Regions from separate parts of the Mus musculus genome. Here regions 2, 3, 4, 5, 6 and 7 are each linked to region 1. The links are chromatin contacts, called in public HiChIP or PLAC-seq, Micro-C and promoter capture Hi-C maps. All regions are on one chromosome and are shown on one strand. The core of a region is the stretch at or near the end of the contact, and the rest is flanking DNA. Distances in the headings are between cores, read along the strand shown. Region 1 holds the start of Fbxo27 (F-box protein 27). Region 2 holds the start of Psmd8 (proteasome (prosome, macropain) 26S subunit, non-ATPase, 8). Region 3 holds the start of Ryr1 (ryanodine receptor 1, skeletal muscle). Region 4 overlaps Ryr1 (ryanodine receptor 1, skeletal muscle). Region 5 holds the start of Paf1 (Paf1, RNA polymerase II complex component). Region 6 overlaps Samd4b (sterile alpha motif domain containing 4B). Region 7 holds the start of Actn4 (actinin alpha 4).

Region 1 (3,177 bases), core at 378-2,877:
CCATCCCCACCGTGCCGCACCATCCATTTGCGCAGGCCTTCTGTAGAGAAAAAAACAGTAGAGGCAATCGCAGTACCAGGGACGCAAAGGCTTTAGGAATGTGGTCGAATTGAAGCTGCGCCGCCCCTCCTCCACCCCTCAGGTTTGAAAAGAATCGGAAACCTGAGCAGGCAGGAAGGACGGCTCAGTGGGAAAACTTTAGCCTAATTAATCATCAGACTTCACGCAGAAATACAAGGAGAGAACTGTGGATACAAAGTTGGCCGCTGAGCACCTACCACCTGTACGCGAGACTTGAGCCTTTTAACAACACACCAAAATAATTTTAAAAAATTAAAAGTTTATGTCTGCAGACTATGTATATATGCCCTCTCTCCAGAGGCCAGAAGAAAGGGTGGTCTCCCTGAGACTTGAGTTACAGATGGTTGTGAGTCTCCACTTGAGTGTTTGGAACTGAGCTTAGGTCCTTTGGAGGAGCAGCTCTTAGCCGCTGAGCTATCTTTCCAACCCGCAAAAACAAAAAGCAAAACAACAACAAAAACAAAATATACTAACAAAATTTAAAAATTTGTAACTGCTCTTCTAGAGGACCTGGGGTCAGTTCCCAGCTCCCAAGCCATGAGGCTTAGTCTCCTGAAACTCCAGGCGCAGGGACGAAAATAAATTGTTAAAATGTAAAAGCCAATGAAACAAAAGATATTTATGTGTTGATTTTAATTGCTCTTGGTGCCTCTCTGTGCATCCTGTCTCTCAGATAGAAGATATGCTGTTTGGTCCCCTCTACCGCTCTCTTATGTAGGTCAGGTGATTCCAGCTACTCTAACTGGGTCAAGTGTGACCCCACTTCTAGCCCCTCCCTCTGCTACATCTGTAGACCTGCCTCTTGGTTTAACTCTAGGCCCCGCCCATTTCATACCTTGTGACTCCGCCCTATCCTCTCACTGGTTTCCTTCTGGTCTCACAGCCTACAAATATCCCGTGACCCCGCCCTTAATACCTTCCGGGGGATTCCTTCTTGGCTCTGTCCATTAGCATTCTTGGGGCCCCGCCCTTTGTGCTACAGTTCTCTCTTGGTCCCGCCCCTAGGCTTCCTCTAGGCCCCGCCTTCTCAGCGCCTCACCTTGGCCACAGGGGTTGCTGATGAGGTTGCGTCCTAGCGGTCTCAGTGCGCAGAATTGGCCCAGCGGGCAGGGCGTGTCTTCGTGGGCAGGGGGCAGACAGCGGCGGGCTAGTGTCAGCAGGGCGCGGCCCGCTGCGCTGTGGTCACGGGCCAGCAGCAGCAACCATAGGGCCTGGCCATCTACCAGGGCGCGCCAGGCGCGGCACACTCGGCGGCAGTGCATCAGCAGCGTGCGCGGGGGCACGTGGCTCAGTACCAGCAGGAGCAGCTCCGGGGGCAGACGGCTCAGGTCCAGGACCTCCTGGGGGTCGGGCTCCGGCGTCGGGACCCGGGTCCTGGATATCCAGGCACCCATGGTCCCCGCGCCCCGCTTGGCTGGGACTGCAGGAGAAGAGGGGTTAGATGTTAGTGATTAGCAGCCTCTGCTGCCAGGCTTTGCAGCCGTCCACCCCGAGACTAACATCCCCGAAGCCATCCACTGTCTCCCACGTCCCTTACCGCCTCTCTGTCCCCAAAGCCTACCCTCCTCCCAGCCCGCTGGTGCTCACCGGCACCCCTGCCAGCTCCCCTTCGCGGCCTGGAGGACCGCATAGCTATAGCTTTGCCTAATACTATCCTTCCCAGGCGAAACCTCTCTGAGATTCGCCGAATGTCCAGCCCTGTGGATCCAGACCCCACCTCCTTCCGGCTTAGGACTGGTGGACAGTTTAGGAATCCACCTGAGGACACAGATTAGGCCAGGGCTCTGGCACAGTCCTAGCGGTTCAGCAACCAATCCAACACTTGGAGTGACCCTAAATCCGCAGTGGACGCCTGGCATCTGGTAACAACTATTATTTCGGGTAGGCATCCAAGTGGAAGGCTCCACCCCTAAACGCCTTGTGCAGTCCGTGACCTTAATCCCAGACAATCATCCAGTCATCCGCGATTTACAAGAAAAAGCAGGCTCTAGAGGACAACAATGACCCCGCTAATCGAAAGCATCAGCTGAAGCTTACAGTTTCGAACTTCGGCAACTTAGCACATTTTAAAAAGAGATTTATCTTATGTATGTGAGTACACTGTAGCTGTACAGATGGTTGTGAGCCTTTATGTGGTTGTCCGGAACTGAACTTTTAGAACTTCTGCTTGCCCCGGTCAGCCTTGCTTGCTCTGGTAGGTTCTGCTCGATCTGATCGACCTGCTGAGTCTCTGCTTGCTCCAACCCAAAGATTTATTATTATACATAAGTATACTGTAGCTGTCTTCAGACACACCATAAGAGGGCATCGGATCTCATTCTGGATGGTTGTGAGCCACCATGTGGTTGCTGGGATTTGAACTCAGGACCTTTGAAATGAGCCATCTCGTCAGCTCCCCGAACATCTTAACACAGAAAAGGAACCGAGGCTCTTAGAGGCCGTGACCTTCCTAAGTGACTAGTAGTGTTAGTGAGTGGGTCTAGCTCCAGATTTTTTTTTTTTTTTTTTTGACAGGGTCTCACTTTGTAGGGCTGGCTAGCCTGGAACTCACTGTGTACGCAAACTGAGAGACCTGCCTGCCTCTGCCTCCTGAGTGCTGGGACTAAAGACATGTATTACTATGACCAGCTCTGTCGGGCAGTGGTGGCGCATGCCTTTAATCCCAGCACTTGGGAGGCAGAGGCAGGTGGATTTATGAGTTTGAGGCCAACCCGGTCTCCAGAGTGAATTCCAGGACAGCCAGGGCTAAAAGAGAAACCCTGTCTCGAAAAAAAAAAAATAGTTTTATGTGTATGGAGGTTTGCCCGCATTTATGTCTCCACCATGTTTGTGCCTGGTATCTGGGGAGGTCAGAGGAGGTATTTTCAGGATTCCCTGGAACTGGAGTTACATGTGGTCGAGAGCACCTGTGATGCTAGTTAAACCCAGGTCCTTTGGGGAAATTGGCCATCTATCTCTCCAGCCCTACTTTTCAACTGAGACTCAGGTAGAGCCCATGCTGTCCTTGAACTCACTAAGTAGCCAAGCATGACACTGATCTTCTACCTCTGGAGAACTGGAATTGCAGGCAAGTGTCACCATACCCTGTTTATCTTT
Region 2 (3,177 bases), core at 211-2,710, 490 kb before region 1:
AGGTGTAGACAATAGCACATACTGTGACTACAAGCTCACCTTTATAGTGCACATCCATGGGCTACCGCTCAGCAGCAAGCGGTCCTCCTTCATTGTTATGGTGAGTGGCAGCCAAAGGCTTCCTTACTGGGTGGGCAGGGGGTTCACCTACTACTATACCCCAACCCCAACCCCGACCCCTTGTGACTGTTGTACTGGGCTTGCAGGTGTCTACCAGCTTCTTTATAGCCCTGGTTGTCTTCTACATCCTGTTCTGCCTCGTGTGGCCTCACATAGTGAAGGCCTGGGTCTCATTTCGCTGGAAGATTCACAACATGATGGCACCAGAGACCTATTCATCTTCCTCCTCTTCTGGGGGCTTCACCCTCCATTCTCACAGCTCAGAGGGAAGTTTTGAGGGTCCCTCCAGACCAGGTACCAAAGAGGACAATGTTCAAGCTAAGAGAGCAAAGGTGGCCTGAGTCCCTGGTCTGTACTCTTCCTCATGAACCCTTAGGCCTCTCCTCATGGGAATGCAGCCTGCCACCTCCCCAGGACTTTCTGGTTGGCTAGAATGCTCATGTCTCATTCAGACCCTAATAAAGCCTCCTTGCAGAATCAGTCCCGAGTCCTCAGAAAGGCTCACGTCCGCTTGGTTTGTACCAGCACAGCTGTAGTTAACTGTCAGAATGATGTCAGAATCTTTTATTTTCAAGATGGCACAGCAGATAAAGGAGCTCTCAAGCCTGACAACCTGGGTTTGATCCCCAGGCCTCATGAGATCTAAAGAGAGAGCCGACTCTGTGAAGCTGTCCTCTGACCTCAACATGGGCACATGCACGCACACACACACACACACACACACACACACACACGCATGCCTGTAGGCCAGGCTGGCCTGGAACTCAGAGATCCGCCTGCCTCTGCATCCCAAGTGCTGGGATTAAAAGCGTGAACCACAAAGCTCGGTCTGTAATTCTATTTTAATTTCAAAAATAAGAAAAAAATGGAATAAGAGAAAATAAGAGAAATGGCTCAGTGGTTAAGAGCACTGACTGCTCTTCCAGAAGCCCTGACTAAAATTCCCAGCAACCACATGGTGGCTCACAACCATCCATAAAGGGATCAAATACCCTCTTCTGGGGTGTCTGAAGACAGCCACAGTGTACTTATATACATAAAATGAATAAATAAATCTTTTTAAAGAGTCTGAAAAAAACGTGGAAGAATGATGCTCTGATAAACACGAACGCCTAATCTTAAATCTCACCTGCTAGTCCTCTCTCAGCCTGCCTATGTAGTGACACCTGACAAGTTTTCCAAATGGCTCCACATCGCCACCCCTTGACGTAGAGGCGGTACCCTTAAGATGGACATTCCACAGGCCGAAGCCAGCGAGGGTGGCCATGGTGACTACAGGTGGGCGGGACATTGTGGGCATTGTTTTCAGTTGGAGCGAACGGACTTCCGTTCGCCATTTTGAATGACAGCAGAGGCGGAGCTGCGGCATGTTCATTAAGGGTCGGGCTGCGAAGACACCCCGAGGAGAGCCGCGGCGCTCCTCCCGCGGGGGGCGGAAACTGGCAGTGGTAGCTCCGCCTCCAGTTTTGGGCTCCACCTCCCGGCCTCATTTCCGCCGGGAGTCCATTGCCCGGCGTCGCTGCCGTAAGTCGGGTCGGCGGCTTGCCGCATCACGGAAGATGGCGGCCACAGCGGCTACGGTGAACGGGTCGACCACCGTCTCGAGCTCCGGACCCGCGGCCACCTCGGTCGGGATCCTGCAGGCAGCGGCCGGCATGTACGAGCAACTCAAGGACGAGTGGAACCGGAAGAACCCGAACCTTAGTAAATGTGGAGAAGAACTGGGCCGCCTGAAGGTAAGAGGTCGCCGGGTCCTAGATGCCTAATGCCTGGGGGAAGGTGACAGACGGGAGATCGAGGCTGGTAGAGCGGGCCCTGAGGTGTCGTTAAGGGAGTGATGATGGAAAGATTGGTTCTGGCAGAATCGAATGAGATGGTTCGAGCTTTGTTACTTGGAGGGAGGCAGGAAGGAGTGGGATCAGTGACAAACGGGGAGATAGTGAAAAGAATAAGTCTGAGGTGACGGGACGTTGAGGGAATGTGTGGCAAATAAAGCCCAGGTAAGCTGTGAGGGAGCAGAGGTTAGGAAACACCTGTGTGAAGAGGGGCAACAGGAACAGTTTGAAGCCAAAAACGAACCTAGAAGAGCACACGTTTCGGTTGTAAACACACTCAGGCGGATAGAAGGCCAGTCTGGTCTTCAATAGCGAGTTTGAGGAGGCTGGGCTACATAGACTTCGTCTCAAAATATATATATAATAATAATAAGTAAACAACAACAAAATATGTGTTAGGTTCCCAAGTTTACTAAGGAATGGTGTCTGGGATGGACTGGGGGGGGAGGGAAAAGGAATGCCCCACATTCCTTGTTACCCCTTCTCGGGCACACTGTGGTGGAGGTCTTCCCAGACCTGCATATAATGGCTGAACACGATGTCCCACACTTGTAATCCTAGCACTCGAGAGGCTCACACCAGGCTCTCCAGTTCTAGACTAGATTGGCCTGCCTGGGGAGATGCTGTCTTAAACAAGAGAGAAACCTAAAACAAGCTAAATATAGCAACAGGAAGAATTGAGGTCATGGGCGTCTCCCTACCCCATGATCCCCCTGGGTCAGGCACCAAGTGCCTCGTGTTTCTCAGTGGAGTTACTAATATTTGTAAGATGAGGTAATCCAATTGGTACGCTCCGTGTTCTTGGGCCCTTTGGTGTTTGCTTTACAAGGTCTGACTCCACTAATATTCATGGCAGTTGTGTGGGTTAGGATGCATGCAAGCTTTTCCAAGTAGGAACATAAAAGTCCAGAGAACGTAAGTAATCTATATTTGAAATCTCGTCCTCATTCCTTCCCCCTCAGTTGGTTCTGCTTGAGCTCAATTTCCTGCCAACCACGGGGACCAAACTGACTAAACAGCAACTCATTCTGGCCCGTGAGTGTCACTAGGGTTGGTGGAGGGTGATGGGCCTGGGGTCATTGTAGGAATGACTGGGGTGGTGATCCCAGGAGGGATTCCAGCCACCACCTGAGAGCCCCTGTCCCCTTACCTACAGGTGACATTCTGGAGATCGGGGCCCAGTGGAGCATCCTGTGCAAAGACATTCCCTCCTTCGAGCGCT
Region 3 (3,177 bases), core at 223-2,722, 430 kb before region 1:
TTGTGAGAAACTAGTGGTAATAAAAAGATCTTAGCTCACACCTGAACTGCAACAGGTGGGTAAGAGACATCAGTCAGGACTACTTCAAAAGGCAGGTTTTAGCTGGGGGCTCGGGGGTGGGGTGGGGTGGGGTGGGGTGGGGTGGGGTGGGGTAGGGTGGGGTGGGGTGACGCATTTGTTTAACCTCAGTGCTGGGAGGCAGAGGCCTGGGATGTTTGCGAGTTCAAGGTCAGGCTGGTGTTTTCTCTCCCCCCTCCCACACCCATGCCCCTGCCCCCCAGTTTTGAGACAGGGTATCAGGTAGCACAGGCTGGCCTCCAGCTAGGGAGCTGAGGTTGACTTTGAGTTTCTGATCCTTTCTGCTTGCTGGAATTACAGACTCACATGGCCACTCCCAGTTTATGGATGGAACCCGGGGCTTTGTGACAGCTAGATAAACATTATATCGACTAGGGCATGCCTGCAGCCCTGTTTTTGTCTCTGTTTTGATACAGGGTCTTTTTTTTTTTTTTCTTCCTTTTCTTTATTTACATTTCAAAAATTTTCCCTGTTCCAGATCTCCCCTTCGGAAACCCTCTATCCCATCCCCCCTCCTCTTGCTTCTATGGGGGTGCTCCCCCATCCACCCTCCCACTCCTGTCTTCCCACCATAGCATTCTCCTATACTGGGGCATCCATTGAACACCCTTAGGCCCAAGTGCCACTCCTCCCACTGATGTGCAACAAGGCCATCCTCTGCCACATATGCGGCCGGAGCCATGGGTCCCTCCATGTGTATTCTTTTGTTGGTGGTCCAGTCCCCCGGAGTTCCAGGGGGTCTGGCTGGTTGACACTGAGATAGGCTCTTATTATGCGGTCCCAACTCCAGATTTACAATCCTCTTGCCTCAATCTCTTCAGAGCTTGGATGATAAGCCATACCACTCTGTCTGGTACTAAGTGATTTTTTTTTTAATGTTAGGGGATGTGGTGTGCATCCAAGCTACAACTGTGTGATTCTGCAGCAAGGGTGAAGCTCAGTTTAGCCATTAAGAAAGGGATGGAACTAGGCTGAGGGTGTAGCCCAATGGTAGAATGCTTGCCTGGCATGCAAGTGATCTAGGGTTTGAACCACGGCATTACATAAATCAGATGGGGCCAGAGGTTCAAGATCACTCTTGACTACATGTGGAGTTTAAGGCCATTCTGAAGTACATGACACTCGGAGGGGGAGGGGAAGGGGAGGGAGAGAGGAAGGGGTAAAGGGAGAGCCAGCCAAACAAATATATACATGATATCTCACTGTGACCATGGCCACTCAGCTACTTTCTAGACACCCAGTTCACTGGAGAGAACGAACACCTTCCACCAAGAGTTTGTGCTGTGGGCGGGGTTCTGAACAGGGGCGTAGCTTGTCCCATGCTTGCCCAATGGGTGTGCGGTGGGGCGGGGACCTTCTCTCATTGTGTCCCGCACAGGGCATGCTTCCTGCAGTTCCATCTCCCTCGCGGGTGCCTCTGGCTTCCCTAGAGGTCTCCGACCCCAGCCCGCCCTCAGGTTCCCCGCCAAGCCTGCAGCCCCCTCTCGCCATCCTCAGACCCTAGCCCGGGACACCCGGGGATTGCCATCATGGGTGATGGAGGAGGTGAAGGCGAGGACGAGGTCCAGTTTTTGCGGACGGTACGTTTTTGTCTGGGTCCGGAGGTCTTGGGTGATTTCTTGCTTACTTTTCTGAGAGTCTCTCTGTCTCTTCCCTGCTTGCTGGTGGTCTCTGAAATCCGAGGTCACTTTGTCTTTCCGTTTTTTCTCATCACCTTTTCGACCACGGAGAATTAGCAGGATTTAGGAGGACCGAGTGGGCAGGAGAGGGTGGGATCCTCAGACGCCCTCTCCTGACATAAGAGATTTGGGGTCATTGAGGAAGCACCCCGCCTCCTGCCGTTCTGGAAGCAGGCACTTGAGGAAGGTGGTTCTAATTCTTGGGCTTAATTTAGCTGTCCTCCACCGCCACCCCAGCCCTCATTCCCTTCTTGCTCCAGGCTCTGACCTATTTAAATTCTTGGGAAGGGGGCTGGGGTGGGCTGGACAACACCTTTCTTTTCAACTCCTAGTCTTTGGCCGTCTCCTTGGGGGTCTCTTGGAGCTTCAATGTACTTTTCCCCTCGGTTTTGGCGAGGAGGATTTAACTATGTCAGCTAATGGCCTCTGAGGGTACCTGGGTGATGAAGTCTTTCTCAGCTCCTTGGTATATCTTATGTCTGAGTCTCTGTCTCTTGGCCCTTGGCTTCAGCCTTCTGCGTGTGGCTGTCCCTCTGATCCTGTCTCTCTGAATCTCAGATCTCCAGCTGGGGGCAGGGATGGGACTTGGGACAACAGGTGTCTCTCCCAGAATAGCCCTCTTTTCTGGGCTCTGGGTAGGGGACAGGGAGGGGACAAGAGGGGGAGGGGCTGCCTTTTTCTTAGTCCTTCCCACCATATCCTCCCATGGGCTGAGATGGGGGTTGGATATGGGAGATGGTCTCTGTTGGGGCCAGGTCTGCTGACCCTGCACTCTCTCCCCCCCAACCCCCCACCCCCGAGGTCCTGGGTCCACACAGAAATGCTGACGCAGCATTCCTGACCCAGAATAGGACCCTGGTAGGCTGGGTCCGGTTTCTTGGGAGGGAGGAACAAACAGCTGGGGCTGGTAATGAAGGATGGGGACAGCTGGACTGTGAAGCCACTGGAGGAGGGCCTCTCCCCAGCCCCAGCCCCTTAGCCTACACCATGGCTTTCCATTGCCCTAGTAAGCCAATGGCTGTGGCTCCCAGCTGCTGAGCAGTCACTGCACCAGGCCCCGTGCCCAGGGCCTCAGCCTCCTGAGGTGTCTAATTATATTCTCATTGCCCTATCTTCTGAGGTAGGGCCCTATCTTTATCTCCCAGGGAGATTTGAGGGAAACCAAGCCCCATGTGGTAGACTTGCCCAAGGTCAAGGCCAGGAAGTGGCCTCCCTGAGTGCCCTGGGAGGCCAAGGTTTGCTTTCAAAAGAGGAAATCTGGACCAGGCTTGCTAGGGTAGCCAGTGTCAGGGGGTCAAAGGCCCCAGGATGGGTCTGCTTGCCTCAATGTTACTGGGGTTGTGTGGTACTTTCTTCCAAAAACCAACCAACCAAACAACCAAACAACCAAAAAAACCCCTCGTTTACATCATATCCCCCC
Region 4 (3,177 bases), core at 273-2,772, 350 kb before region 1:
TAGCGCTAATTCCAGGACACTCAAGGCTATACAGAAAAACCCTGTCTTGAAAAAAAACACTAAACTAATTAATTATTTAATATAAATAAAAACAATTGAAGCTGGGTGTGAGGGTAGCACAGTTGTAATTCTGGTAGGTGAGAGTCTGAGGTAAGAGGGTTTAAGGCTAGCCTGAGGCACTCTCCAGACTGTCTCAGAGAAACAGAAAGAGAAGCTGGTTAAACAGCTCAGTGGATAAAGGACTTGATGCCAGGTCTCGTGACCTGAACTCCTTCTCAGGACGCACTTGGTGGATGGAGAGAGCTGACTTCTAGCCTTATTAGCATCCAGCATGTATTAGCCCTCCCCTGCTTCACCTCAGGAATAAACAAATGAAAAAATTTACAGGATTCACTGTAGCCTTGAATGGCCTGGAACTTGCCCAATACACTAGGCTAGCTTCAGACTCACAAAGATCTACCTGACTGTCTTCCTAGTGCTGAAATTAATGACAGGGACTATCATACCCATACCTAAATAAATGAAAAAAAAATTTTTTTTCGTGTGTATGGGTATCGAGTATGTATGGGCCCTGTGTGCATGCAGTTCTCGAGGAGACCAGAAGAGGGCGTCAGATCACCGGGGACTGGAGTTACAGATGGTTGTGAGCCACTATATGGGTGCTGGAAATTGAACCCAGGACCTGTGCAGGAGCAGCCAATGCTCTTAACCACTGAGTCATCTCTCCAGGCCCATAAAGTAATCTTTTAAAATTTACAAAGAAAGAGAGAGAGGAGAGAGAGAGAGAGAGAGAGAGAGAGAGAGAGAGAGAGAGAGAGAATAGGAAAGAGAAGTGGGGGGCTGAATCCCCACTGCATTTGCTGCACGGAGAACCTCCGCAGTGTCTTTAGATAAATGTCAAATATCTAAGTGACCCTCCATCCCTGTGTGGCACACATACTTCATACTTCCAAAGGTAATTTCATGACTTCCGGCACACAGTAGGCATGAAATATGAACCCTGATCCTAACCCTAAATGAGCAGACACCATTGTCTCCCCAGACACAGGCGCTCACTGAATGAATACATGTTTCATTTCCTCAGATTTCCAAAACTACCTACGGACACAGACTGGGAACACGACCACCATCAATATCATTATCTGCACAGTGGACTACCTCCTGCGGCTGCAGGTGAGGAAGGGTGGCCCAGCCCCATGGGACCTGAGCCAGGGGCCCGAGGGACCTCGCATGGCTCCAGCATCCTTCATGCCCTCCCGGACCCACAGGAATCCATCAGTGACTTCTACTGGTATTACTCGGGCAAGGATGTCATCGAGGAACAGGGAAAGAGAAACTTCTCCAAAGCCATGTCGGTAGCTAAACAAGTGTTCAACAGCCTCACCGAGTACATCCAGGTAGGGTCCGCACTCGGGGACCTGCGGAGGCGGAGCTGCCGGCATCCAGCGCTCCTGCTGAGGCTTCAGGCCACCCTTTGTTCCCCAGGGACCCTGCACCGGAAACCAGCAGAGTCTGGCGCACAGTCGCCTCTGGGATGCCGTGGTGGGCTTCCTGCACGTGTTCGCGCACATGATGATGAAGCTGGCTCAGGTTTGAGTTCGTCTGAGAACAGCTCTTTCCCTCCAGCCATCCCCTAGAATCCCCTGATCGGCCCCTGTCCCACTGGTCGGTCCCCTAGTGCTCTGCGCATGCTCCAGACAGGTTCGCTCCCTATGGCCCAAACCCCTTCTGAATTGGTCGTCTGCATGCTTTTTCCTCTTTCCCACTAAACTGCTCATTTCCCACCTATACTTCCACCGGTTTGACTTTGGAGCCCATCCCTCCCGTCCAGAACTCTTCTAGGACAGGTTCATACCATTTTCCTTCTAATGAGGTCATCCCAGATTCTTCCAGCTCTGGGGAATAGGATGGGACTATGTTGCTAGGTTAGGACCTGGGGCTGAAGCGTTCCTTCTTTTACCCTGCCTGCGGCAGAAGACTCCCGTGCCAAGTACCCATGATGTAAGGATCCTGCTCCCAGAATACTTGCCTTGCTCCTCTACAGCTTCGTGAATGCCTCGCGCACACCTCATCCATTTTGTGCTTCTGCTTGGTCGCCTTAGTCAAAGCTTCCATGTACAGTTATGCGAGTTTGTGCTCCGCGGGCAACCACGTGGCGCTAGACACAACCTAACCATTGCAAATATATTGGTGCAGTACAATAACTGTCCGGCAGGTGGCAGACAAGTATTCCATATAATTTCCCACAAAGCAGTGTCTTAAGAAAGCAGAGACCTCCTAATTTGTCCAGAGTGCCATCTGACTATGAAAGGAATTGAACTGAAATTTTTCAGTTTCTCAGTACAGTTGGCCGTGTGATGTTGCTGTAAACTTTAAATATTGGTGGAAACACACTTTCAAGTATTATGATAATTCATCAGCCGTACTCCAGACACACGTGATAAGGGATATTCAATACAAGGAGCTGGAAGTGTGACTCAGTCGTAGAACACCTGCCTAGAATCATTTAGTTAGGGCCTGAGAAAAAATGGTGCTAGGCTTCTCTTCACCACACTAGCAGCTCCAGGCTGTGTGAAACAGGTCTTTCCTAAAAGTTTTAAATAAAAGATCCAAGATTCTCTAACTGCTATCTTGGGTCATGTGCTTGCCAGTGGTCTCAGCCCTAGGGAAGAAAGGTTGGCCAGACCCACTGATGTATTCATTCCTAGAGCCATGAGTTAGCCCCATGAGCTCTGAAAGAATTATAACTCACCCCCTCAACTGTGACATCTAAGACAGGCTCGTGGGAAGGCACAGAGCCCAGGCCCACTTAACCTAGAGATACTTGCTTCCTAGTTTGTTGAGGCCTTGGGTCAGAATACCAAACTTTGAAACCATGGGTTGCATTAGGGTCAGAATGAGCGGCTCACAGTGCAACCAGGTAGCACAGCTCATGTGTAAGTCATGAATGGCATGTGCATGTGACTCAGTATAGTACAGATGCCACCACGGGGGACTTTGACAGAGGTTTCTGTGAGCTCCCACATTGGACACTGCGGTCAGGCATGTACTATGTTCTTAGGCTCCCCCAAATGGCATACCAGAACTTGCACAGCTGTCCACCTCACCTGCAGCCTTTCCTCTTGCACCTCCTCACGGTCCCACCCACCCATCACAGTTAGCTCTGGCATGGCCAAC
Region 5 (3,177 bases), core at 365-2,864, 300 kb after region 1:
GCTCTACAGAGTGAGCGAGTGAGTTCCAGGACAGCCAGAGCTACACAGAGAAACTCGGTCTTGAAAAAAGAAAGAGTAGTAGTAACAATTTTAAAAAACAGGCTCGAAGAGCTGGTGAGATGGCTCAGCGGTTAAGAGCACTGACTGCTCTTCTGAAGGTCCTGAGTTCAAATCCCAACAACCACCTGGTGGCTCACAACCACCCGTAATGAGATCTGACGCCCTTTTCTGTTGTGTCTGAAGACAGCTACAGTGTACTTATATATAATAATAAATAAATCTTTAAAAAAAAAAAAAGCGCACTGATTGCGGCTTCCAAAGGTCCTGAGTTCAAATCCCAGCAACCACATCGTTGCTCACAACCATCCATAACAAGATGTGACCCCCTCTTCTGGGGTGTCTGAAAACAGCTACAGTGTACTCACATATAATAAATCTTTAAAAAACAAACGGGCTGGAGAGATGGCTCAGCAGTTAAGGTCCTGAGTTCAAATCCCAGCAACCACATGGTGGCTCACAACCATCTGCAATGAAATCTGATGCCCTCTTCTGGGGTGTCTGAAGACTGCTACAGTGTACTTACATACAAACAAACCCTGCCTCAAGCTGACAAGATACCTCAGCAGGTGAAAGTGCCTGCTGTCCAGCCTAAGGAAATGTCTTTAGACTGCCACTCAGAGCTAAGGTGTGTACAATTTAAACACACACACACACACACACACACACACACACACACAACCCTAGGCCTGTGCTGCTGGGCACATAAGGCTGCAATCCCGGCACCCATGAGACTGGGGCACAAAGACCAGTCTGGGCCACTTTATGAGATTCTCCAAAGCACAAAAAAGGCCCCCTAACCGCCTCCCCTGTTCGTGTTCCACCCCTCCTGGAAAACGGAGCTGGGAGCTTACCTCTCAGGCAAGGTCCGGTGGGAATTGGGCCTGGTTTCGGGGAGAAGAGAGAGAGAGAGAGAGAGAGAGAGAGAGAGAGATGTCAAGAGTTGGCCATGTGAGTGGAAAGGCCGGCCCCCGAATTTCTGAAGGAGTGATGGTGATGATGGTGATAAAGCATGAAGCCAGATGCTCAATCCCCTGAGGAGAGCAATCCAGAAGCTTCACTGAAGGAGACTGAGGTCTGACTCCCTCCCGCAAGGTGCAATTCCGAAATTGAATAGCAGGGGACCAGGAAGCGACCGCAGAGCCCAGGGGGGACCGCCCCTTCATCGGGGGTGAGCGCTGCGCGACCTCGGGGGCCGACCTGAGGGAATCAGTGATGTCGCAAGCAGCCCCCCTCGGCCTAGTCCCCAGCTTGCAGCTCACAAAACAAAATGAAGCGGCAGGTGACAGGAGACCTACCTGTGGCCATCTTCCCTCTGGGCCTGGGTCTGGATGGTGGGCGCCATCGCGACCAGGCGACGGCGGCGCGGTAGGCGTCCTCGCTGGCCGCAGGCGGACGCTGAGTGGCGTACCGACTTTGAGAGACGCCGGATCCAAGGACAGGCTCCCGTAGACGCCGGGCTCCGCGGGGAAAGGGGATGAAGTGGGCCGACGAGAAGGGCTCGGGTGTGACTGAAGTAAGAGCACAGACAGCGTCGGACACAGACTTGCAGCTCCCGCTCCGACTGCTACCAAGACGCAGAAGACTAGACAGGTCGCTCCTGGCCGCAAGGCCTTCAGGGAAATAGAGTTTGGTCAGTCCTTCACAGTGATTGGCGAGCTGTGGGTGAAGGGGCGGAGCCGTGGGGGAACTCCTCTTATGATTGGCGAAAAGATATTCCACTCATGGCCTCGGATTTGGGAGGGCGGAGAAAAATGCATATCCTCTTCTCCCATTGGCTAATCTGTCGGTAAGGCATGGCTAACTAGGAGGTCAGCCAACTGAAAAAGCTGAGGAGCTACCGGAGCAGACGCATTTATGACGCATTTCCGGCGTTCTAGCGGAGGAAAATGGCTGCGCCCCAGCCACAGGCTGCAGCGGTTTCCTCTGCGTCTGGTGTGTCAGGCCCGGGTTCTGCCGGGGGTCCGGGTCCCCAGCAACAGCCACAACCGACCCAGTTGGTGGGTTCTGCCCAGAGCGGGCTCCTGCAGCAGCAGCAGCAGGACTTCGATCCTGTGCAGCGCTACAAGATGCTCATCCCGCAACTGAAGGAGAGTCTCCAGGTGATGGGCCCTGCGCGGGGAGCAAGAGGGGCTGGCTGGCGGGCGGGCGGGCTCCGGGGACGAGCGCCGAGGGGCTGTTTGTTGAAGGAGAGATCGTAGGTCGGGAAGAGAAGACAGACTAGCTGTGTTGTGTTTGTGTCTAACCAAAGTGAAGCTCCGGTCAGCTGTAGTGGTGGCGCGTTCTTAATCCCCGTGCTGGGACAGCAGAGGGGGACGGATCTGAGCTCGAGGCCAGTCTGGTCTATAGAGTTCCAGGCCGACCAGGGTCTACATAGTGAAACCCTGTGGAGAGAAAGGAGATGAGGATGAATGACAATTTTTGTTTGTTTGTTTTTTTTTGTTTTTCGAGACAGGGTTTCTTTGTATAGCCCTGGCTGTCCTGGAACTCACTCTGTAGACCAGGCTGGCCTCGAACTCAGAAATCCGCCTGCCTGTGCCTCCCAAGTGCTGAGATTAAAGGCGTGCGCTACCATGCCCAGCATGAATGACAATTTTAACTGTGTATGGTAGTGCAAGCCTTTAATTCCTGCCTTCTGGAGGCAAAGGAAGGTAAATCTTTTGAGTTCCAAGACAGCCTTGGCTACACAGAGAAACCCTGTCCCAAAAAACTAGATGGAAGTGGGGGAGGCAGGAGGAGAAGAGTAAAAAGAGAAACCGTTCTGGTTAAGTTCCGTGCAGAAGTACGGCCTAAGTGTCATTTCAGTCCATGATGACTAGATAAAGGGTATGTCCAGGAAGCTATTAGTGGTAATTCCAAACGAGAGCAGGTTACTGAAAAATTACAGGGAGATTGGGGGCTAGAGAGTTGCCTCAGCAGTTAAGAGCACTAACTGCTTTTCCTAGTGGTCCTGAGTTCAAATCTCAGCAACCACATGGTGGCTCATAACCATCTGTAATGAGATCTGATGCCCTCTTCTGGTGTGTCTGAAGACAGCTACAGTGTACTCTTATAAGAATAAAGTCCTTTAGAAAGGCCGGGCGCGGTGGTACACGCCTTTAATCCCAGCACCTGGGAGGC
Region 6 (3,177 bases), core at 387-2,886, 280 kb after region 1:
GAAGCAGCCAGATCTCTGCACTGGAGGGCAGCCTGGTCTACAGAATAGGTTCCAGGACAGCCAGGGCTTCACAGAGAAACCCTGACTGGGGGGGTAGGGGTGGCAGATGGTTGTGAACTACCATGTGGGGTCTGGGAATTGAACCCTAATTTTCTGCAAGAGCAACAAAGGCTCTTAACCACTGAAGTATCTGTCCACACTTCCTGTCAACATTTATGATACCTGACTGGCTGCTGAGGACCCATGACAGGAATGGATACCATACCTGAGTTCTCTTTAGCTCTCTCAGGATTTTTGTCTCTGGTCTTATGTTCCAGCATGAGAAATATATCTGTAAATTTGATACTGCAGAGCATCAGCTGTTATATCTGAGCATTAGGGCCAAGTGCTTTCAGCAGCACTGTTACAGATACAGTCTCAGTTAAGCCTCCTAGACCATTAGGCCCATTTCACAGATGAGGACTTAGAACTCAATGAACTGAAACCACATAGTTGAGATCTCACATAGAATAAATAGTGGAACTGGCAAAGTTCTGGCCCTGAGCAGTCTGGGCCAGAGTTACCTCTGACTAGTGCTGCCCTGACCAGCTAAGCCCAGAGGTTGGGTGAAATAGGAGCTGGTATTGAGGTGCCTTTTTGAAACGTTAGCTGAGATGAGCAGTGTAAGACACAGTGAATAGCATGACCTGATTGAAGGTGAATGCTCAAAATTTAGCCTTAGGTAGTCAGCCCCTTTCAGCAGGCTATGGTTAAAGTAGGCCAGGGAAGATAGGGCATTTCCAGAGAACTCTAGCAACCCTAATTACCTTGGATTTGTTTTCTGGTTTTGGAATACCATACTTCTATACTGGCTTTGGAAGCTATATTAATAATGGTTATTATGACTGGGAAATATTGAGCATTTTGCTCGGAGCTAGTCTGAGGACTTCAGAGCTGTAAACTCTAAAACTTGGCTTAGTCTTAGAAGTCATCTGCCCAAGATGATGTCAGAATTCAATCCAGGCAATATGGCTCTGGATCTCAGAGCCTGAACACGTATACTGCACTGCCTCTGTGCTCCCTGGCTCAGAACTCTTTTGTTTTTGCTTTCCCTTTTGGCAACACTTGGGGTAGAACTCAGAATTGTGGCCATATTAGACAAGGCTGTACCGCTGAGCTGTAACCTTGGCACTCCAGTAGCTTTGAAGGACCAAAGCTTTCAGTGTTGGATAGGGTTCTGGAGCAAAAGAGAAAAGAAAGGACCATGCCATGTAGAGGGCACAGCATGATTGAAAGGCATGGTGGTGTCCAGTAGAGGGTCAGTGGGTAGCAAACAGGTCTATAAATTGTGCGAGTGATCATATTAGTGCATGCTAGGCTAACTTGCAACCAGTGAGGACTGCATATGGACAAAGAGACAGGCTCCTATCCAAGAGCACTGATTTTAGAGGTAGTAGAATTAGGATTTGAACTCACAACTTAGGGGCACAATTTAGGGCTTTGAAGGATAAAATGAAACATTTGGATATCAGACAGTTGCAGGAAGCAGGAAACAATTAAAATATTTTTGAGTGGGAAGAAAGATTAGCCTGGGAGGGCAGGCAGGGTGAGTTTGGTGTACTGCCAAGGACAGAGCAGGATTTCTTGGAGAGTACAAGGCCATGGATCTGCAGCCGACATTCCTGTTTTTATAATCCTCAGTCAGTGGCCAGCCTCCACCCCAGCACAGGCCAAGCAGGGTTCCTCAGGAACTGCATGGTCATTCTAGTTGGGGTAATTTCCTGTCCTCTCAGCCTCACCAGCCCACTCCTTGGCTAAGAAGGTAGAACAGAGGTGGCCAAGCACACCAAGATAGGCACAAAGGCCTGTATTGATGGTTTTCCAACCTCGGGGCCCAGAGTGCTGTCTTCTTCCAAGAGGCCCCAAATGGGGCAGAAGCCAGAGTCCACAGTGTCTAGAAAGTTGGAAGGAGCCTTGAGTAGAGGACTCAACAGGCTCTTGGGTAATAGCAGAGCCTGACACTGGCTGTGTGCAGTGGGCCAGTCAGTATCCTCTCTTGGAGAACTTTCTGACTAGGAGCATCAATATTGTCACAGATAGTAATGGAAGGTGCTTCGGGGCTTGTGTCAGGGTGGCCTCCTGGGTAGGGTGTCACTGGGCACTGACAGGGACCTCAGCCTCACCATCAGAACAAGGCCTGTACTCTTTCTCTGGCTCTTCTCTCCTCCCTGTGGGAACTGGGGCAAAGGAATTCAGCTTCCTGGGCCTTGTCCTCACCTAACCAGGCTTTTTGGCTTTTTCTTTTTCTCTCTAGGCTACCACGGGGACTGCTGGATTCCCTGTGCTGAGCTCGCAGGCCCTGTTAGCACTCATTTGTTCTTTATGAAACTCAGTTGGAAGGCTTCTGTGTGATGTATACTGCCCTGAGCCTGAGGTGCAAAAGTGATTAGATTAGGCCCTGTTGCTGTTCTTCATAAACCCACAGACCAGTACAAGAGACTGGCCAGCACAGAGAGGAACGAGTGCCTAGCTTTCAGGGGCCAAAAGGAGGTGCTTGAGCAAGACCCAGAGGCAGAAGCTGAAAGGAATACTGAAGCAGTGATAGGTCAGGGAAAAGACAGTGGCAGCGTCTGGGTGTTTGCTGTCTTGCCTAGAGAACCAACTTGGAGCCCTTTGCTTATCTCAGAAATGGAGTGGACTATGAAATAGGGAAAAGGTTTTGACTTCATCCTGAGTTACAGGCCTCTTAGGGGGTCAGTTTGGATTCAGTCCAGGAAAAAATAGAGATGTGAGGTCTAGTCACAGACATGTTTATAAAAAGCAGTTCATTAGCTAAGAATGATGGTGTATACCTATCCCAACACTTGAAAGACTGAAGCAGGAGATCATGAATTTGAGGTCAACCTGGGCTGTATAGTAAGTGCCAGGCCACAATAGCAACACCCTATCTTAAGCTCCCTCTTCTCCTGAAAGTAACAAGGGACACTTTGTTGGCTTATTTGTAAGTGCTAAGGAAGCAGCTTCCTGGGCCATCCCCCTGCGGTTGTTGAGGATATGATAATGCAGTATGTAGGTCTCTGCTTTACAGCAGATCAAAGGGGGTTGGTTAACTAAGCAAGAGAATCTGGCTTGTGATTGGTGTTAACGGAAAGATAGGAGAGTAATTGGAATGGAGAATTTGAGTGCATTGACAGGATA
Region 7 (3,177 bases), core at 427-2,926, 270 kb before region 1:
TGCCTCTGCCTCCCAAGTGCTGGGATTCAAGGTGTGCACCACCATGCCCAGCTCAGGCCCTGTTTCAAACAAAACCAAACCAACAGCTCCAAATGCTTCAGTTGTTAAGGAGTTTGCAACCGAGCCGGTCAACCTGAGTCTGACCCCTAGGACCCCAGGTGGTAGAAGCACAGATGAGCTCTGACCAGCACACATGACATGGGCACCCCTGACCCACACAATAAATACATGTAAATTTCAAAGAAATCAAACCCAAAGGCTGGAGGCAGAAGAGTGGGGGTGGCAGGAAGAAGGCTTGGAATGGTGGCTGCTGGCTGCCTCTTTGTAAGAAGCCCTATAAGGGAGGATTAAGGTTTCCTGAGCAGCTGGAAGCAGGAAGTCACCTTTCAAGATGGAGATGGCCCCTCTGGTTATCAGATGGCCTTCAATGAGGCACTATTATTATTCCGTGTGTGTTTCTTTTCTCCTCTACCTACCCCCACTTCCCCCTCTGAGACTGGGTTTTTCTGGCTATCCTAGAACTCACTCTGTCTATCAGGCTGGCCTCAAACTCAGTGCTCTGCCTGCTTTTGCCTCCTGAGTGCTGGGATTAATACACCACCATGCCTGGTTTCCATAATTCTTATTGTTGCCCATCTCTCCTACAAAGTTAGTCGTTTGATAACTGACCTGGCTTACCATGCTGTCCGTAGTTGGAAAGTGGCTGCATGTAGTAGGTGCATAGTATTTGCTGCGAGAATGAAGATAGACAAGTCCAAAAGGACCCCTTGCCTTCCCTGCTAACTAGCTATCCCAGTCCAATCTAACTCGACGTATCTTTGAAAGAGTTTCTTTAAATATCTACCTTTTCCCTTTTCCCAGAAGACTTTACAAATCCAGCCCATTCTAGAGTTTCTTTTCTTTTCTTTTTTTAAGACAGGGTCCTCATGTAGCCCACACTAGATTCAAACTCGCTGTGTACTAAGTAAGTCTGGCCTTGAACCCTCCTGTCCACACCTCCAGTTGGGATCTAAGGTATGTGTCACCATGCCCAGTTATTTGTTTGCTTGTTTGTTTCGAGACAGGGTTTCTCTGTGGAGCCCTGGCTGTCTTGGAACTCACTCTGTAGACCAGGCTGGCCTCGAACTCAGAAATCCACCTGCTTCTGCCTCTAAGTGCTGGGATGAAAGGCGTGCGCCAACACTGTCCGGCCCACCATGCCCAGTTTTAAGCTCGATTATTTATTTAATTTAAGACTGGTCTTCCTGTGTAACCCAAGCTCCAACATGTTATCTGTCGTTCAGTCTCTGCGGCCTGAGAACAGAGATCCCACGTTCCATCGTGCAAGGTTTATAGTATATAGTTTCGAAAGGGTGGGGACTTTTCCTGACTTCTTTAATGCCAAGGCAGAAAACACGGTCTCACACATAGCAGGCAGCCAAATAAATCTTGATTATGTCTGAATGGCTGAATGGGAACACATTCCACCCCGAAACAGGTTAAAGCCGGATGAGGAGCCCCGCCTTATGAATCATTCATGACTTGGGCCCCGCCCACACGGGGTGACGCGCGCGTTCCCGCTAGAAGCGCCTGGGCTCCCACGCTGGGCGGGCAGCCGGAGGTGCGTTCTGCGCCGGCGCCGAGAGCCCGGGGCCTCCTCAGGTGCGCGCGCGCGGGAGGGCGGCGGCGGCAGCGCAGTGCGCAGGCGCGGCAAGTGAACTGCGCAGGCGTCAGTCTTGGGCGGGCTGAAAGCAGCTGAAGCGGCGGCCGAGTCGGAGCCTCCGGCACAGGGGCGGGAGCTGAGGCGGTAGCGGACCGGCTGGCGGGCTAGCGAAAGGCGGCGGAATGGTGGACTACCACGCAGCGAACCAGGCGTACCAGTACGGCCCGAACAGCGGCGGCGGCAATGGCGCGGGTGGCGGCGGAAGCATGGGCGACTACATGGCCCAGGAGGATGACTGGGACCGGGACCTGCTGTTGGACCCGGCCTGGGAGAAGCAGCAGCGCAAGGTGCGCGGCCCGTGACCCGGGCTGGGTGGCGTCCTGCGCGTGGCGGGGAGGCCTGGAGGAGGGTCCTGGGAGACAATTGGCGGGTTCGGGAACGGGTTTGCAGTCCCGGAGAGGGATTACAGAGCTTAAGGAAGCAATTGGGAATCTGGAGGGGGAGGGGGGAAGTGGCGGCCAGGTAGGAGACACGGGGAACTGGGACAAACGAGATGATGATTCGGGAGGTTGCAATGGAACTAGGTTTTAAGGCGAGATTGTTGGATCAGAGGAAGCATTGATGGGGCCCAGGCAAGCAATGGGGTCCAGGAAGGGAATTGGTGAGCCTGGATAGTATTTGGTTTGGGAATCCTAGTATGGAGGAGATAGTCTGGAGTGCAGAGAGTCTGAAGAAGAGATTGGAATTGCAGGAAGCCTTAGTGTGTGTGTGTGTGTGTGTGTGTGTGTGTTGGGGGGTGGTTCTAGAAGAGATGAAGAATCAGGAAAGGTAAAAAGGGGGCACTAAGGAGAGGATTGTGGAATCCTGAGACAGGGAGGGGGGCCTGCATGGGCTAGGGTGTGTGGTGAGTAGGTGTTAAGATGGTCTGATGGGACTAGGGGTCTGAGAAGGTAGGTGTTCAGGACAGAAGTTAGGGGCCTAGGAACAAAAAAGATGTTTGTGTGAGGAGGGTGAGATTTATTGAGGGCGCCTTGCTGTAAAAAGAAAAGGATAGGGGCGTAATTAGAATTGATGGGGAGACCCAAAAGAGTGTGGGTGCTTTGAAGAAGGGAGAGGTAGTGAAACAGTTAAGGTTCCAGGTTCACGGGGAAATAGTTCAACAGTGAGAATAGTGGAAGACAGTAGGAGCAGGGATGGAGGATAATGGGAGGGGGTTAGTTTGGGAAAATGGAAGTCTGATTAGGAATGCCTGATTAAAAGACTTGGGGGTTCATTGAGTGAGGAAGAAATGAGTGTTCTGGGAGAGTAGTGTCTTTTGATGGGGAGGGTAGGTGAAGGGGTATTAAAATAGTATTTCCTGATGGTATTTAGGAGTGTGGGGGCGATGCTAAAGGGAAGCCACAGTATGGAGTGGAGGTCAGAGTAGGAGGCCAGGAGTGGAGATGTGTTGGGTGGTTGAGAGGGAAGCTAGGAGTGATGGGAGAGAGGGTGTGAGTGTATGCAGAAAGAGCTAAAGAAGGGTGTGTTGAGTGGGT

The links. Promoter capture Hi-C pulls out the DNA fragments that hold promoters and counts their contacts. Hi-C and Micro-C count contacts between places; a contact is called where the count stands out from the background. HiChIP or PLAC-seq counts read pairs in DNA pulled down with a chosen protein or histone mark.
Region 2: a contact with region 1 is called in a promoter capture Hi-C map of neural stem cells. The contact joins the promoter of Psmd8 here to the promoter of Fbxo27 in region 1.
Region 3: a contact with region 1 is called in a promoter capture Hi-C map of liver, with 3 times the contacts expected there. The contact joins the promoter of Ryr1 here to the promoter of Fbxo27 in region 1. A contact is called at or near these places in 1 of 39 promoter capture datasets (liver) and 2 of 9 other capture datasets (adipose tissue and liver).
Region 4: a contact with region 1 is called in a Micro-C map of embryonic stem cells, with 4 times the contacts expected there. The contact joins the enhancer-like site here to the promoter of Fbxo27 in region 1. A contact is called at or near these places in 5 of 39 promoter capture datasets (the C10 cell line, hematopoietic stem and progenitor cells and liver), 1 of 484 Hi-C or Micro-C datasets (embryonic stem cells) and 1 of 9 other capture datasets (adipose tissue).
Region 5: a contact with region 1 is called in a promoter capture Hi-C map of the SN4741 cell line, with 4 times the contacts expected there. The contact joins the promoter of Paf1 here to the promoter of Fbxo27 in region 1. A contact is called at or near these places in 3 of 39 promoter capture datasets (the SN4741 cell line, cranial neural crest and hippocampal neurons), 5 of 115 datasets of contacts at active chromatin or transcription factors (acute myeloid leukemia, bone marrow-derived macrophages, effector CD8 T cells and 2 more) and 3 of 9 other capture datasets (adipose tissue, liver and pancreatic islet).
Region 6: a contact with region 1 is called in an H3K27ac HiChIP or PLAC-seq map of acute myeloid leukemia, with 3 times the contacts expected there. The contact joins the enhancer-like site here to the promoter of Fbxo27 in region 1. A contact is called at or near these places in 1 of 39 promoter capture datasets (embryonic stem cells), 3 of 115 datasets of contacts at active chromatin or transcription factors (acute myeloid leukemia, embryonic midbrain and embryonic stem cells) and 1 of 9 other capture datasets (pancreatic islet).
Region 7: a contact with region 1 is called in a Micro-C map of embryonic stem cells, with 2.0 times the contacts expected there. The contact joins the promoter of Actn4 here to the promoter of Fbxo27 in region 1. A contact is called at or near these places in 1 of 39 promoter capture datasets (the SN4741 cell line), 1 of 484 Hi-C or Micro-C datasets (embryonic stem cells), 2 of 115 datasets of contacts at active chromatin or transcription factors (both in embryonic stem cells) and 1 of 9 other capture datasets (adipose tissue).

What each region holds. Positions count from the first base shown.
Region 1 is chr7:28,691,594-28,694,770 of GRCm38.p6, reverse strand. Fbxo27 (F-box protein 27) reads right to left here and starts at 1,627. Exons shown (of 5, transcript NM_001163702.1): 1 at 1,121-1,627; 2 at 1-40. The coding sequence starts at 1,475.
Region 2 is chr7:29,178,956-29,182,132 of GRCm38.p6, reverse strand. Psmd8 (proteasome (prosome, macropain) 26S subunit, non-ATPase, 8) reads left to right here and starts at 1,460. Exons shown (of 7, transcript NM_026545.3): 1 at 1,460-1,856; 2 at 2,918-2,990; 3 at 3,112-3,177. The coding sequence starts at 1,488. It overlaps Catsperg1 (cation channel sperm associated auxiliary subunit gamma 1), which reads left to right. Exons shown (of 28, transcript NM_001368407.1): 27 at 1-100; 28 at 207-601. The coding sequence ends at 461.
Region 3 is chr7:29,123,446-29,126,622 of GRCm38.p6, reverse strand. It overlaps Ryr1 (ryanodine receptor 1, skeletal muscle), which reads left to right and starts at 1,472. Exons shown (of 106, transcript NM_009109.2): 1 at 1,472-1,658. The coding sequence starts at 1,608.
Region 4 is chr7:29,038,801-29,041,977 of GRCm38.p6, reverse strand. Ryr1 (ryanodine receptor 1, skeletal muscle) reads left to right here. Exons shown (of 106, transcript NM_009109.2): 85 at 1,085-1,173; 86 at 1,269-1,397; 87 at 1,486-1,590. Among named protein-coding and RNA genes, the nearest start is that of Gm38979, 11 kb to the right of the region's middle. Within about 2 kb of position 1,522, at least 117 of the 459 cell types and tissues checked have an H3K27ac peak or open chromatin away from gene starts, as enhancers often do. A contact at or near this core is called in embryonic stem cells and hematopoietic stem and progenitor cells, where this site is marked.
Region 5 is chr7:28,391,433-28,394,609 of GRCm38.p6, reverse strand. It overlaps Paf1 (Paf1, RNA polymerase II complex component), which reads right to left and starts at 1,614. Exons shown (of 14, transcript NM_019458.3): 1 at 1,356-1,614; 2 at 912-941. The coding sequence starts at 1,402. Med29 (mediator complex subunit 29) reads left to right here and starts at 1,920. Exons shown (of 4, transcript NM_026042.3): 1 at 1,920-2,159. The coding sequence starts at 1,947.
Region 6 is chr7:28,409,805-28,412,981 of GRCm38.p6, reverse strand. The region is part of intron 3 of Samd4b (sterile alpha motif domain containing 4B); the gene reads left to right. Among named protein-coding and RNA genes, the nearest start is that of Paf1, 18 kb to the right of the region's middle. Within about 2 kb of position 1,636, at least 64 of the 459 cell types and tissues checked have an H3K27ac peak or open chromatin away from gene starts, as enhancers often do. A contact at or near this core is called in acute myeloid leukemia, where this site is marked.
Region 7 is chr7:28,960,831-28,964,007 of GRCm38.p6, reverse strand. Actn4 (actinin alpha 4) reads left to right here and starts at 1,676. Exons shown (of 21, transcript NM_021895.3): 1 at 1,676-1,989. The coding sequence starts at 1,825.